4 separate regions of the Mus musculus genome follow, and all the other regions are linked to region 2. The links are chromatin contacts, called in public Hi-C and HiChIP or PLAC-seq maps. All regions are on one chromosome and are shown on one strand. The core of a region is the stretch at or near the end of the contact, and the rest is flanking DNA. Distances in the headings are between cores, read along the strand shown. Region 1 holds the start of Fam234b (family with sequence similarity 234, member B). Region 2 holds the start of Lockd (lncRNA downstream of Cdkn1b). Region 3 overlaps Lrp6 (low density lipoprotein receptor-related protein 6). Region 4 overlaps Bcl2l14 (BCL2-like 14 (apoptosis facilitator)).

Evidence for each region. A called contact is a pair of places that touch in the nucleus more often than the background predicts. HiChIP or PLAC-seq counts read pairs in DNA pulled down with a chosen protein or histone mark.
Region 1: a contact with region 2 is called in a Hi-C map of liver, with 2.0 times the contacts expected there. The contact joins the promoter of Fam234b here to the promoter of Lockd in region 2. A contact is called at or near these places in 1 of 484 Hi-C or Micro-C datasets (liver) and 1 of 115 datasets of contacts at active chromatin or transcription factors (embryonic stem cells).
Region 3: a contact with region 2 is called in an H3K4me3 HiChIP or PLAC-seq map of bone marrow-derived macrophages, with 2.3 times the contacts expected there. The contact joins the enhancer-like site here to the promoter of Lockd in region 2. A contact is called at or near these places in 5 of 115 datasets of contacts at active chromatin or transcription factors (the 230-238 cell line, bone marrow-derived macrophages, craniofacial prominence and 2 more) and 1 of 9 other capture datasets (adipose tissue).
Region 4: a contact with region 2 is called in an H3K4me3 HiChIP or PLAC-seq map of embryonic limb bud, with 4 times the contacts expected there. The contact joins the enhancer-like site here to the promoter of Lockd in region 2. A contact is called at or near these places in 1 of 39 promoter capture datasets (hippocampal neurons), 1 of 484 Hi-C or Micro-C datasets (adipose-derived mesenchymal stem cells) and 11 of 115 datasets of contacts at active chromatin or transcription factors (the NIH/3T3 cell line, astrocytes, craniofacial prominence and 7 more).

What each region holds. Positions count from the first base shown.
Region 1 is chr6:135,196,537-135,199,772 of GRCm38.p6, reverse strand. It overlaps Fam234b (family with sequence similarity 234, member B), which reads right to left and starts at 1,786. Exons shown (of 13, transcript NM_028982.4): 1 at 1,672-1,786. The coding sequence starts at 1,708. It overlaps Gm36533 (a long non-coding RNA gene), which reads left to right and starts at 1,749. Exons shown (of 2, transcript XR_869506.2): 1 at 1,749-1,897.
Region 2 is chr6:134,927,193-134,930,396 of GRCm38.p6, reverse strand. Lockd (lncRNA downstream of Cdkn1b) reads right to left here and starts at 1,305. Exons shown (of 2, transcript NR_037956.1): 1 at 1,112-1,305.
Region 3 is chr6:134,542,293-134,545,615 of GRCm38.p6, reverse strand. The region is part of intron 1 of Lrp6 (low density lipoprotein receptor-related protein 6); the gene reads left to right. Among named protein-coding and RNA genes, the nearest start is that of Lrp6, 23 kb to the left of the region's middle. Within about 2 kb of position 1,320, at least 62 of the 459 cell types and tissues checked have an H3K27ac peak or open chromatin away from gene starts, as enhancers often do. A contact at or near this core is called in adipose tissue, bone marrow-derived macrophages and memory CD8 T cells, where this site is marked.
Region 4 is chr6:134,438,226-134,441,395 of GRCm38.p6, reverse strand. It overlaps Bcl2l14 (BCL2-like 14 (apoptosis facilitator)), which reads right to left. Exons shown (of 7, transcript NM_025778.3): 7 at 2,672-3,170. Among named protein-coding and RNA genes, the nearest start is that of Gm52921, 11 kb to the left of the region's middle. Within about 2 kb of position 1,780, at least 124 of the 459 cell types and tissues checked have an H3K27ac peak or open chromatin away from gene starts, as enhancers often do. A contact at or near this core is called in craniofacial prominence, embryonic limb bud, forebrain and 1 more, where this site is marked.

The DNA.
Region 1 (3,236 bases), core at 537-3,036, 270 kb before region 2:
AGTCTCATCTTCCCAATTACACGCGGTATCCAAAAGCAGCTTTGAGAAAGCAACTTCTACCTAATGAAAAGCCACAAACCATATTTTGGGTAGTGAAGGGAAAGGGCCAAGGAGAGACCAGGAGAAAAACAAGCCAAAAGAAAGAAGAAAATCCACATCACTTACAGGAAATATAGATACTGTATGTAGGCCTTAGTATTGATCATAGCTCATCCCTTAGGGCCAAACTGCCTTCCAAACACAAGAATCCATCACCCCAGGCTGTCAGCTGATGAGATAACTGTAAGCCAACACACCAAGGAGTATTCTGTGCGCAGCACATTCTCAGAGTGAAGACACAAAAGAGCTCAGGCAAGCTATTCTCCCATTATTTTTTTTTTAATGATTATTTTGAAGAGTATACAAAAGGATTGTGTTTTTCTCATATTCGCCCGGTATTATCTCTTGTTCCACCTCCACTTGACTATAACTACCTCTTTTTTTCAGTGCTTTGGGGGGGGGGGGACTTGGCTCTGTGGGTGCTAAGTAAGCCTGTACCCCGAGGTACATTCCCTTTCTGTTTTATTCTCAGAGAGTAGCAATCATCTATGCTGAACTAAAACAAGAACTCTAAAAACAAACAAACAAACAAACAAAAAGGGCTGAAAATGCCTTTGACAAGATAGCATTCAAAACCCAGGGTACTTTCGTCAAAGTCAATGTATCCTGCAGAGAAAGCAAGCCTCTCTCTTAATTTCAGTATTGTGTACACTCCAAGACAGATCGTATCACTGTTCTTTCCAGAGTTCCAAGCAGCCAGCAAAGGGGAGAAAGATCTAAAGACATGGAGTCTCTTGTTATCTAAAATACAAGGCCGGTTTCAAGGTAGCAGACTAGAAACTCTTTGAGAACAAGGTCCCTGCAACCCTCCTAGGGCCTCAGGCTTACTATCAGAGCGACCCTTTCTAACGTGGCAGAGAAAATAACTGCTTCCTGTCTTATGTGATCAGCCAATAAATGCTTATAACTTAGTGTTTAATTTTTTTAAGTGGAGCCACAGATTTTTCGAAAGCCCTAAATGTTTAAATTTTGCCAACGACAGAATAAATACACTTTGGTTAAAACAGTGCAATTCAAACAGCACAGTGTCCTGCTGTGTGATCCCGTGTGATTCAATTAGCCATTTTCCTAATCTTTCTTCTTTCCTCCTGCACACAGGAGGAAGGAGAACACCTGTCTGGGCTAGCTCACAGCGGCAAAGCTGCTGTCAGTAAGTGGATGCTGTTCTGCCCAGGCCACTCACTTACAGTCCTGCAGCCCCCGGCTCCCCCTCTGGTCCAGCCCCAGATAGCAGCAGCTAGTCCCGGCGCTCAGGGAAGGATGCTCCAATGTCTGGCCTTCCCTTGGAGACTGCGACGACATGCGCTCTGACCTGACAGTAACCGTCTCGTCCCTCCACTTTCGACCCGGCCCCGCGCACCTCCAGCAATGTCTGCCCCGGGAGTCCCCGAGAGTCCCCAAGTGTCCCCGAGCGTCCCCGGTCCCCGACTCACACCCGGGAGCCCCCTTCCTCTACCCCGGACGCTGCAGCCCTCCCAGATAACAGCCAGGCCCCGCCGCGCCACGCCTCGCCTCGCTCATCTCCCCAGGCCAGGTCTCCACAGCGTGGTCGCGGGGCTGCAGACTCCTTACCCGGGAGCTTGAGAGCCCTGGACAGCACTGTCGCCATGGCGGAGGCCCCCGTGCGCGTGCGCGCGCCGCGTCCTGCCGGGAAGTGTAGTTCGCTGCGAACCGCGCGTGGGGCTGCGGGCGGGAAAGGTGTGACCTGCCGGGAGCCCAGCTAGGAGGAGGCGCCCACTGTCGCAGGTCACTGGTGCGGCGCGGAGCCAAGGTTGAGTCGCTTGCGCCTCAGCAGCCGGTAAGGAAAGTCATCTCTCCCCAACCTGTGTATGAAGAACCTAGAATGAGGTTGTAGATACTTAAGAAGGCGCGGGCTGTGAAGTTCGCGTGGGTTTGGAATTGACAAACTGAATTTGAAGCCTGCGTGCGCAATTTACTACCTGAGCCATCTTGGCAAGTCACTGAGACTCGGCTTTGTTTGTTTGTCTGTCCTGTCTGTCAGTCAGTCTGTCCATCTGTTTTGGAGCCAGGAGTCTCAATGGAAACTGGCTTTGTAGGTGAGGGTGACCTTGAACTCCTGATCCTTCTGCTTCCACTTCCAAGCACCAGATTTGTTTGTTTGCTTGTTTCACTTACTTATCTATGGCTCAGTGTGGTTGAGCTTGCCTCTCTGAGTTTGAGGCCAACCTGGTCTACATAGAGTTACAAGCCAGCCAGGACTACATAGTGAGACCCTGTTTACACACACACACACACACACACACACACACACACACACACACACAGAGAGAGAGAGAGAGAGAGAGAGAGAGAGAGAGAGAGAGAGATGTATTCATTAGTTTGTTTACTCATTTATTGGTTTATTTGTTTATTTATTTATATATTGAGATCATGTAGTATAGACTGGCATTGAATTGGCTATGTAGTTGAAACTGGCCTGGAGTTCCTAACCCCCCACCCCCACCCCGGCCTTCACTGTGTAAGTGCTGGAATTACAGACACACAACACCACACCTGGCTGGCTCTCTTGAAATGAAAATGATGCTATCGCCTTGTTGCTTAGAGAATTAAGCGACACCATCCTTTTAAAGCACACAGCTCCTGTGACTCTTTTCCCTGTCCTAAGTGCAGTCTGAGGTATGCTGTGGCACAGACCTGGGTTTCCTGATCTCAGCTCTTTCCAGGGAAGTATTTACACTCTACCTGCTGCTGCCCTGGCTTGCGAGGTCCAGCAAACAGGAGCTGACTGGTTTCTCACTCACAGGCACCAAGAGATGGAGCTAATACTGAGAGCATTAGCTTGACCCCGGAGTGTCTCAGTTATCTAGTCATGTCTCCCCACCGTCTGCTTAATGCTGATAAACCGTTTCTGTTCCACAAGAGTTGTTCTGAGAGTCGAATATAAACGTGCAAAACACTTAGCACCAACAACTAATGTTTCGTCAGTAACCTAGTGTCCTTCTGGTTGATGTCTTATTGCTGTTATTTGAGACAGAGTCACACTATGTAAACCAGGCTGTCCTGGAACTTCCAGAGGTCTATCTGCCTGCCTCTGTCTCCCCAGTTCTGAGATTATAGACATGTACCATAGCACATGGCTAATTAATGTTTTGATTTTTAATTTACTAAGTAATAAA
Region 2 (3,204 bases), core at 56-2,555:
TTATTTATGACCTCCTTTGTTTGTACGCTTGTTGGTATATTCGAGGTAGGGAGGGTTATATGCAGCCCAGGCTGACTGCAAAGTCTCTCAGTATCCTAAGCAGGCCTTGAACTCCTGATCCTCCTGCCTCCAGCTCCCAAGTGCTCAGATTACAGGTGTGCTCCACCATGCCAAGCCCAAGTTTCCAAGCCTGTTTTCACAGTCACGTGCTATCTGAATCTTTATCTATGACACCCCTGTCCGGGGACCATCCAAATCCCTGCTTGGCTCACACTCAAGATGAAGACCTGTTTCTGAGACTAGCTTCCTCCTTCCAGGGATGTGGTTTTCCTCATGGACTGCTCATTCTGATCGGATGTGTCCTCTGAAAGGCAGAGGTAAGCACTGAGCCTCTAACAGAGTCCATGAATACAGCCTGGAGAGCAGCTCAAACATGTTGGTTTATGGACGGGGTCAAGGAGCTTAGTGGACTGGGAGAGGTAAGGTCAGAACTAGACAGCTAAAAAACTAAGAACATGGCATACTGGTTCAGGGGCCAATGGAGGCTAAGGCTGGGCTTCTGGCTAAAACAGACTGAAAGGAGATATCAGGAGAAATTATTTTAAGGAAAGAAAAAGGGAAGAAAAAAAAAAGGCAAAGGCAAAGAAAGGTATACATATGAGATGTCCCTGATAAAGAGAAAGACTGATCTAGGACTACTGTTTAATTATTATGACGTTTTAAAAGCTTCACTGCAAAGAAAAACATAGTTGGATCCTAATTAATAAAAGCCATCACTTGTATTAGACCTGTTCTACTAATTGAATCCTCCTAGATCTTAACAAACTCTTTCCAATGAGTTTCCTGACCCAGAAATCAAAAGGGGACTTTATGTCCCCTTCTCATCCTCACAAGGGGGGGTGGGGAACCAAACCTGGAAAACAGACAGGTTCCCCCCCCCCTTTAAGGTTAAAAAGGAAGAAAATGACACCGACTGCCTTTGTCCTGATGGATTTTGACACTCTAACCCCAGAAATAACACCTCTTTTGCTCTATATAGAGTCTATAGCCACACCTTGTATTTGGTTGGTTTATTCCTATGACGGGTAATATTCATTTCTAGGATAACTACCCGCTCCCGCCCTCCCCAAGTCTACCTTTCCAAGACAGGGGAAGGTGCGTCCTCGTCGAACTCCCGCCTGTACCTTCCTAGTACCTCTGGCCAGCAGCCTGTGTGCCCGTGCTCCCTGGACATCCGTGAATGTTTGATGCTACATCTCTACCCAAACTGAAGCTTCCCGCCTGCATTCTGTCAACGGCACTTGCGGGCGGGGCGGGGGGGGGGCAACTTTTGGAACAGAAAGCTCCACCCATCCTACTCCCTACTACCTGCAATCAAACCAGCTAAAACACCCCACCTCAGACTCCCCAACTAAGTCTCATCACATGATCTACCGTACGGTAATTTTTTTTTTTTAACAAGAAAACAAGCATCCAAAAAAAAAAAAAAAAAAATTCAAACTGCAGGCGCGAGCCAATGGGGAAGCAGGGGAAGGTGGGCGGGGGAAGCGCGGCGGGCTGGGCGGGGACCCGCGGACCTGTGGACCGAAGGATTCGTAAAACGCAGCAGGCGCACGGTTTAGGCTTTTTTTTTTTTTCTTCCAAAACTCAGTTAAGCGCGAGGCTCCGCCTGCAGCTGCAGCCTCGCAGATCCACCTTAAATCTTCAGTGGACTCGGTGCAGGGGTCAGTGGGCGCAGCCAATGCCAATCAAGTTTACAACCACCAGCTCGGGACGAGGGAGGGGGGGTTTGGGGAAGGCCAGAGGGAGAAACTTCAACTTCTCGCTTTATATGCACACATCACACACGCGCACACGCAAACACACGTACGCACGCACATGCACACGCACACAAAGGGAAGGAGGGGGCCAGAGACCGGCGCTCCGCCGCCAAGTAACAAGTTTGCAAACGCTTCTAAGCTCGCTGGCCGCGGCCTGGACGCGCTTCCCGCGTCCCGACCCGAGCGCCATGATGGTGGCTGCGGTTCTCAGTCCGGGTTCTGGAGGGGGAGCCGCAAATGATGCAATCCCCCGGCCGGCGCCCGAACCGCGCGCCCTTCTCCCGGCCTTTTTCTTAACGTTCCTTTTAGAGGCGCGTCGAGGTTTCGCGCCCAAAGCATGGATAAGGGGTTTTTCTTTTGTTTTATTTTTTAAGATTTCCTAATTTCTGGTTCCTACCTCTGCTGAGTCCTTATGCATGATAAGTCTGTGACTTGGATGGAGGCCCGAGGGACTTGAGACTTGAGTGTACGTGGAAATAAGTGCACTTTCGGTTCTCCGGGATCCGCCTGTGGCTGACCCCACCCTATTACAACCCCACGCGAGTGAAATCAGGGAGACGACCCCATAGGTTTCTAAGTAGGATCCATGGCCTTTTTACCCCTCAGTGTCGTTTGCAAGGTTTCTTTTTTGCTTTAATTTTATTATTTTTTAAAGCCAGGAAAGGGGGGGGCAGGAGTAGGGTGTGGCTCAGGTGAAAGATGGCAAATGAAAAAGAATCCATGCTCTGAAAAACAGATCAGGGATCCTAAGTGGACTTCTAAACAAAACACCTTTTAGTTCAAAGCGCTAGACGAGCAATCGTGTTTTCTGGTGATGATGGTGTAATGGCGAAGGCAATTCTCTGGCTCCCAGGAAAGGTCGCTCAGTGCAGCCAGGGTGGTGGGCACACAGTGGCTTGAAAGGCCGACTGCTTGCTCCCTCCCACTAGTGAATGTCCATAGTCCCCCAATCTAACCCATCACAGCCCCCTCCCCAAATCCTTATTTCCCCCAGTTCTTCCTTGCCCAGGTCTGCGGTTCTGGACAGCCAAGGATGCAAAGGTGGGGGGCACTTTGCAAGCAGGGTGAAGGGCAGGGCTGATCACCGAAAGCGGCAGTGGTTCTCCACAGTTAGGCGCGCATTGGTGACGGTCGCTTAGCCGCCAGCGAGCCGGGAAGGCTTTCGAAATCCGCGGGGCTGCGGATCATTGGAGCCCTGCGGTAGGGGTGGGAGCGGGCTGCTGCCCTGGAGGGTCCACGAACTCCGGGAAATTGGTCCCTTCGGGCAAGTCCCCCAGAACTCAGTGAGCGGCGGGGTGTCCTCTGGGAAGGGTCGTGGGCCTTCCATAGTGATTTTCTTCGTCTGGAGGATCGATGGTGAGGAAGAAAGGTTTCTAAGAAGTAA
Region 3 (3,323 bases), core at 71-2,570, 380 kb after region 2:
CCTAGGGTGTTGCTTGACCCCACAAAGTAGGAGGGGCATTGCCCCATACTCTGCTGAGGGCAGGAAGAGGGGTGCACAGCCCTGGCTGCCCTAGAGCTTGCTTATGTAGACTAGGCTTCCCTAAACTTTTAGAGGTCCACCGGTTCCAGGGCTGGGATTGATGGTGTGTTCTACCACACCTGGACCCAGAGAACTTTTTGAGAAGTATAAGATGTTGATGGTGTGATACATGCTTAAGTCCTAGAACCCAGGGAGAACCGAACTTCAAGGGAAAAAGAAACAGAGAATGCAGGATAAAATGGACCTTGAGAACTTGTTAGGAGATTGTAGCAGAGGAGTTCAGCCATTTGAATATTGACCAAAGACCTGCCCTCCTTTATTCAGGAAAGTTATTCTCTTTGACTGAGTGAATGCGCAAGGAACAGCAAGGGAGGAAGGATACACCCACCTAGCTGGCCATGAGAGTGGATTCCTGAGCTCCTGCGAGTAGCTGCTGAAGAGATGTGATTTCTGTCTGAGGTCTGGTTGTTAGGAGGTCAGGCCAACACTGTGGAGTAAGCACATGGTGTGCATTATGTTTGCTACTGGCAGGGAGCAGGTGTGCAGCGTCTGTATGTCTAGTAGATAAATATGGTATTGTAATTTTCTCAAGGTTACACACTACTCAGCAGATTCTGGTGGCAAGGTTGAAGGCCATGTTCATGTGTGAGAGAGTAGCTGCATAGACAGACCTTTTGATAGTATACAGTCACTTGAACACTGTCATAACTAGAGCTGATAAATTAAAGATACTAATCTGCTCATGGTCTCCTCCAACAATGATGGCACTCAGAAGGCCCATAAACTTTAAATTACCAGGAAAGTTTTTTAGATTTTTGTAGATCAAAAACTCTTCAGTGGAAATATTAATGTTTGACTTGAAAATTATGAAAGCCATTTGGCTGCTACCTAATGCCATAAACAAGTTTGGTTTGTAAAGTCTCTTGTGGGTGGTAATGCCATAAGTGAAGTATCCGTTAACTAGTACATTTTTGTTATTCTTGAATTGTAAAACTTAAATATCCTGGGACTATTTCTTAGTTTTCTGTAGCAGCCTTTGGCATTTAACTCTTCACTAACAGAAATGGTTTGTTTGTTTGTTTGTTGTTTTTTCAGATATTCCTGTTTGGCTTATACTATAAAAAGCTGAGTAAGACACTAATTGGACTGGTTCATTAGTGTGATGTGTGGATGTCTGCAGTTAGTTCAGGGGGTCAGTGTCTGTAGTGGTTACCGTGTCTGTAGTGGCTACACACAGTAAGCAGAAATGACTCAGCCACTTTTCCTTTTCTAGTGAAGTGAATGCCCACGTGTTTTTGACTGAGAATTTGGGTTTCAGTGTGGTTGGATCAGAAATTCATGTTACCTAACAGATGGGTAGAGCACATGTTCATAATCCAATTTGGTCAATATAGCCCTATAAATGGGCTTAACCATTACTCTTCTTTTTGAGTTTTGTGAGCCACTTAATTTTTTCAAATTAGAATGTTTTTAATTAAGGGAGTGGTACTTTTAGGGGTTGAGAGCATTTGATATTCTTGCAGGGAACCCTGATTCTGACTATAGAAGTCACAGGGTGGCTCACAGCCATCTGTAACTTCACTAGGGGATCTGACACTCTCTCTGGCCTCTGTGGGCACCAAGCATGCACATGGTGCCCAGACATGCAGGCAACACACACACACACACACACACACACACACACACACACACACACACACACACCATTAGCTGCATTTTAAGTGTTCTTGGTCACATGGTTGATGGGTACTCAGTGTGCAGTAATGACTTCCCATTGTCATAGGAAGCTCCATAGGACAGTGGCACTCAGTTCTTAATTGGTGCTTGATATTGGGAAAGTAAATGTCAGAAATTTAGTAAAGATATTTTTTTAAAAAAACAAAACAGAATTTATACTATTGTAGTCCTAGTAATTCAACTCTATCAAAGTTAAATATTACTTTTTCAGGTAAGGTTTCTATCTAGATTTGGTATTAGGTTTAGTCAGAGATCACTAATATTGGACAGCAGGAAGTTACATCAGGCTCTGCTAGGCTGCTTATTTAAGTTTAGTAAGGTATTGATATTATCAATAAAGTTACTTATGCAAAGGGTAAAATTAGGTTTCGATATGTGTATATAGCTGGAGTGAGGCCAGGGAAATTGATGCTCTTGGCAGTGTCTGTAGTAGTTATACAGAGTGAGCGGAAAGGAGTCGCCTCTGTCTTTATAATTGAGACCAGTTTTTTATGCTGCTGTGGGAGCTGCAGCTCAGTGCTGAGTGCTGGAGGGCTCTGGGCTCTGTCCCTGGCTCTGCAGAAAAGCAGTGGGGGAGCTTGACTCTTGTTCCTGTTTTTTCCCCACCCCTGCTTTCCTCAAGAAAGTCAGATTTTGTCTGAATAGATTAGTTGACATTCTCTATAATCATTCATAGATGAACATCATTAAATATGTTTTCTTTTTGGTCTGGCATATTTTTCCATGTGTTATTTAGAGATTATTTCATTTTTCATGTATAAACGGTTCATTACATTTAAAAAATGGTGGTTGATTTTGGTTTTTGGAGACAGTCTCCCTTAGCCCATGCTGATCATAAAATCCCTGTGTAGCCAAGGAAAACTTGGACCTCTGATTTTCCTTTCTCTTTATTCCAAGTGCTGGGATTGCAAATATGTACTACTGTGCCTGGCAGTTGATTGCTTCTTATTCTATTAGTATATTTCTACTTATTTACTAGCTGTTGTCCACATTTGGGTTGATTCTGATTTATGTTATTGCCAACAAATTTCTCTGAACATTTACTCATAGGTATTTGTATTGTTTTATTTATTTTTCTTGTGTATTTATTTCTGTGTATTTAGTTCTCTTGAGTAAATACTTGAGTGTGCAGTGGCTGGATCATATGGGTAGATTGTGCATCTAAACTCTGACAAGCAGTCAGTTGAGGCCGAGGATGTAGTTCATGGCTGGGATTGCTTGCCTGGTGTACAGGAGGATCTCGAGTTTCATCCCCACACTGCAGACAGACAGCTGCAGAGTATGGGTGTTCCAGTAACTCAGCTTTTTAGTATGTATAAAGCTTTTAAATTTTATCTGACACTCTCAATAAGAAAAGACAGACAGAAAATTAATTTCACTTCTTTTTTTAAAGTGCTAGAAAGTGTGAAAAGATTTTAGCCAGTTCACTATTGCTATTTTTCTCATTTTTAAAAAAAGTACGGGGTTCTACTTTTGTGTGTGGTTGTGTGTTTGTTTGAGATTATGTGTAGCACATGTGTACAATG
Region 4 (3,170 bases), core at 531-3,030, 490 kb after region 2:
ATATATTAATTCTGTTTTTAGTCTCTTGAGTAATTATTTTACTATTTCCAACTCCACCACTGTTGGAAGAGCTAAGAGTTGATGGCTGCTAATTGAGGGAGAGTTATTGGACAGCCACATACCTATATGCATATTAGCATCGTTAATTGGGTTCAGGGGATTAATAATGATTATATACATCGTATATATACATATTATATACACATACACAACATCATTGTCCCCTTGAGTGTAAGATCCTCCAGTCACAGCCTCCTGTCTGCTGCTATACCCAGCTTATCCCTTCTGTTCTATCTTTTGAGACAGGATCTGTCTGCCCTGGAACTCAGAGATTCGCCTGCGTTTGCCTCTCAAGAGATGAGCTTTAAGGTGTGCCTTGCCTTGATGTGCTGAAAAACGTTTAATTCGTGTTTGTACAATGTGTTTCCGTGTGTGTGTGCATATGAATTCGTTTGTGTGAATTCAGGTGCGTGTGTGCTGCACGTGGAGGATCGTAGTGTGCATGTGGAAGTCAGAAACAACCTTGGGTGCTAGACTTCATCTGCTACCTTATTTTGTCATAGGACCGGCCTCTTAGTTGTTTTCCCTTTGCAGACACCATGCTTGCTGGCCTGAAGGGGTCTGGAGATTGTCCTGACTCTGTCCTTTATCTCCCCATTGGAGTACTGGGGTTACGGATGCTCATTTTATGTAGGTTCTAGAGATTTGAAACCTGGTCCTCGTGCTTGTATGCCCAGCTCTTTTACTCCGTAAGTCATCTTCCCAGCCCAAGCATTCAAATCTTATTAACGTAGAAATAAATGTCCCCTTTTGCCTTTGAGACCTGTGTGTGTGTGTGTGTGTGTGTGTGTGTGTGTGTGTGTGTGTGTGTGTGTGTGTGAAGGCCAGAAATCAAACAAATGTCTCCCTCAATCAGTAATTTTCCACCATATTTTGCAAAACAGGGTCTCTTCTTGCACTCAGAGTTTACTGACTCAGCTAGACTGGCTGGTCTGCAGACCCTGCCTTCATGTCTCCACGTCTCCATCACTGAGATTACCAGTGTGTGCCCCCACATCCGTCTACTACACCGGCAATGAATGGGGCATTGTGCAGCAAGCATTTCCCTGCAGAGAAATTCTGAGTGTTCCGCCTAGTCTTCAAACTGGCGTCCCTCCTGGCCCTGTGAGCTCTGGAGTGCTCTTTTCAGTACTTCCAGATGTACAGGTTGATCTGTGCTCATCTGAGGGCTGTCTGCAGCTTGGGGTGCGATTTTCCTCCCCACGTTCCCTGGACTCTGAAGCCTCCTCGTCGGTTCTGGCTAAGAGACTCTGGGTGGTTCCCCTGTTGGAGTAAAGCCGGGGAATGTTTTCCATGCCTCATTCTAAAGCAATCACGGACTCATGTAGCTTCTCATCTGTCAGCATCCAGGTCTCCACTACCATCCTGGTCTCGTTTATTTTGTCTGCAATTAAACCGAAGCCTTAAGCAGGAGAGCAGATCTGGTTACTGTCGTCACAGCATCCTGACTAGAGGCTGCGCATGCTTCTGGAATCACATGCGGTGTTTGTTATGACTCCGAGTATCTTGGGCCACACTCCAGTTGTACTGATTTACAAGCTGTGGCAGAGAGGCTGGGGTCTGGCTTGCAACCGTGTGCCAAGGAGATGCCTGGTGTCAGATGTGTAAAGCCAAACTGCATCTGTGCAAAAGAGCTCCCCGAGCCACTGAGAAAGGCTGTGTGCGCCGGTTCACAGGACGCAGCGCACTAAATCCAACGTCTGCAGGGGGAATGCGTTGGATCACCCTCGAGAAAAGACATCCAAATACAGCCCTGTGGCAGCCAACGGAGCGTCAGTAAATGACGCACGGGGGAGGGGGGGGGGAATGAAGGAGTAAATTTGGATTTGGAGAACTCGGGGAAGGAGGCTGGCACGCAAGCACATTCCAAGTGGAGAGGATGTTGTTCAGGACCCAAGGTGCAGAGATGCGTGACACATTTGGGAAGCTTAATTGTTTGGCTGGACAAAAGACAGAGAACAGGGACGCAGAGGAGAAAACAAAGGAGGAACACATTCCTCTTATGGTGCGGTTAGTGATGCCTTTGATAACAGACCGGCTCCTTCCTCATTGATCTATCTGTTCAGGCTACATTCTAGGTGCCAGCTATCCAAAAATGTGTAAGAACCTGTAAAAAATTTTTTTGAGGCAGGATCTTACTCTGTAGATCAGATTAGCTTGGAACTTGCAAGCCTTCTGCCTCAGCCTCTCTTGAGTATTGGAAACTCAAATGTCTGTCTAAATGTTTTGGGGTGTTTTTTTTGGGGGGGGGTCTTTTTTTTCCCAGTCATACTATCAATAGCAAAAGAGCAACCTGTAATTGCTTCAAGAGAGTGGGGCCCTTTGAACTGAGCTGTGGGCGGCTCACAGTAGGAGTGGGGCAGTCAGTTAACACTAACTAGGTCCTAAGAACTCTAGGTCCTGAGCTCTTTATGTAGGTTAGCACATTTGGTCTTCAGAGAAGCCCTACTACGATAACTTACTATTTTAATAGAAAACATTTTTGGAAGGGGAGTGTCGAGACAAAGTCTTGAACTCATTATGTATGTCTGGTTGGCCCCAGTCTTGCGGCCCTCCCACCTCAGCCTCCTGAAAGCTTGGGTTACAGGCAACTCTTTTTCCAGCAAACTTTCAATTTATTTATTTTATTAATTACCAACCATTATGCTACTTCTAAGGGGTCCTAATAGTCCAGAGCTCAGGCTGGGGAGGTAGCACTGTGGGTAAAGTGCTAGCCACAGAAGTGTGAGGACCTGGATTTGAATCCACAGCACCGACCTAAAACGCTGCGTGTCACAGGGTACACCTGCAACCCTAGTGCTGTGGCTGTAAGGGAGGAGGCGGAGGCGGGACACTCCCAGACGCTCAGGAGTGATCCAGCCTGGGTAAGAAGCTATGCACAAAGAGGAAGATGAAAACTAGCACCCGAGGTTGACCTCTGTATCTTCTTGTGGTACCTGTGTGCCCTTGCTCTCGATCGCACTGATGTGGTGGGGTGCAGGTATATCACACAGAGAAATCTGTGAAGATGGCTTTGTACCAAATGGACTTTGTCAAGGTACCACAGTAGTTTTTGAGAGGACGGGTTAGCAAGACTTAAGCTAGCTAGACATAACAGCAAACTCAGGTTT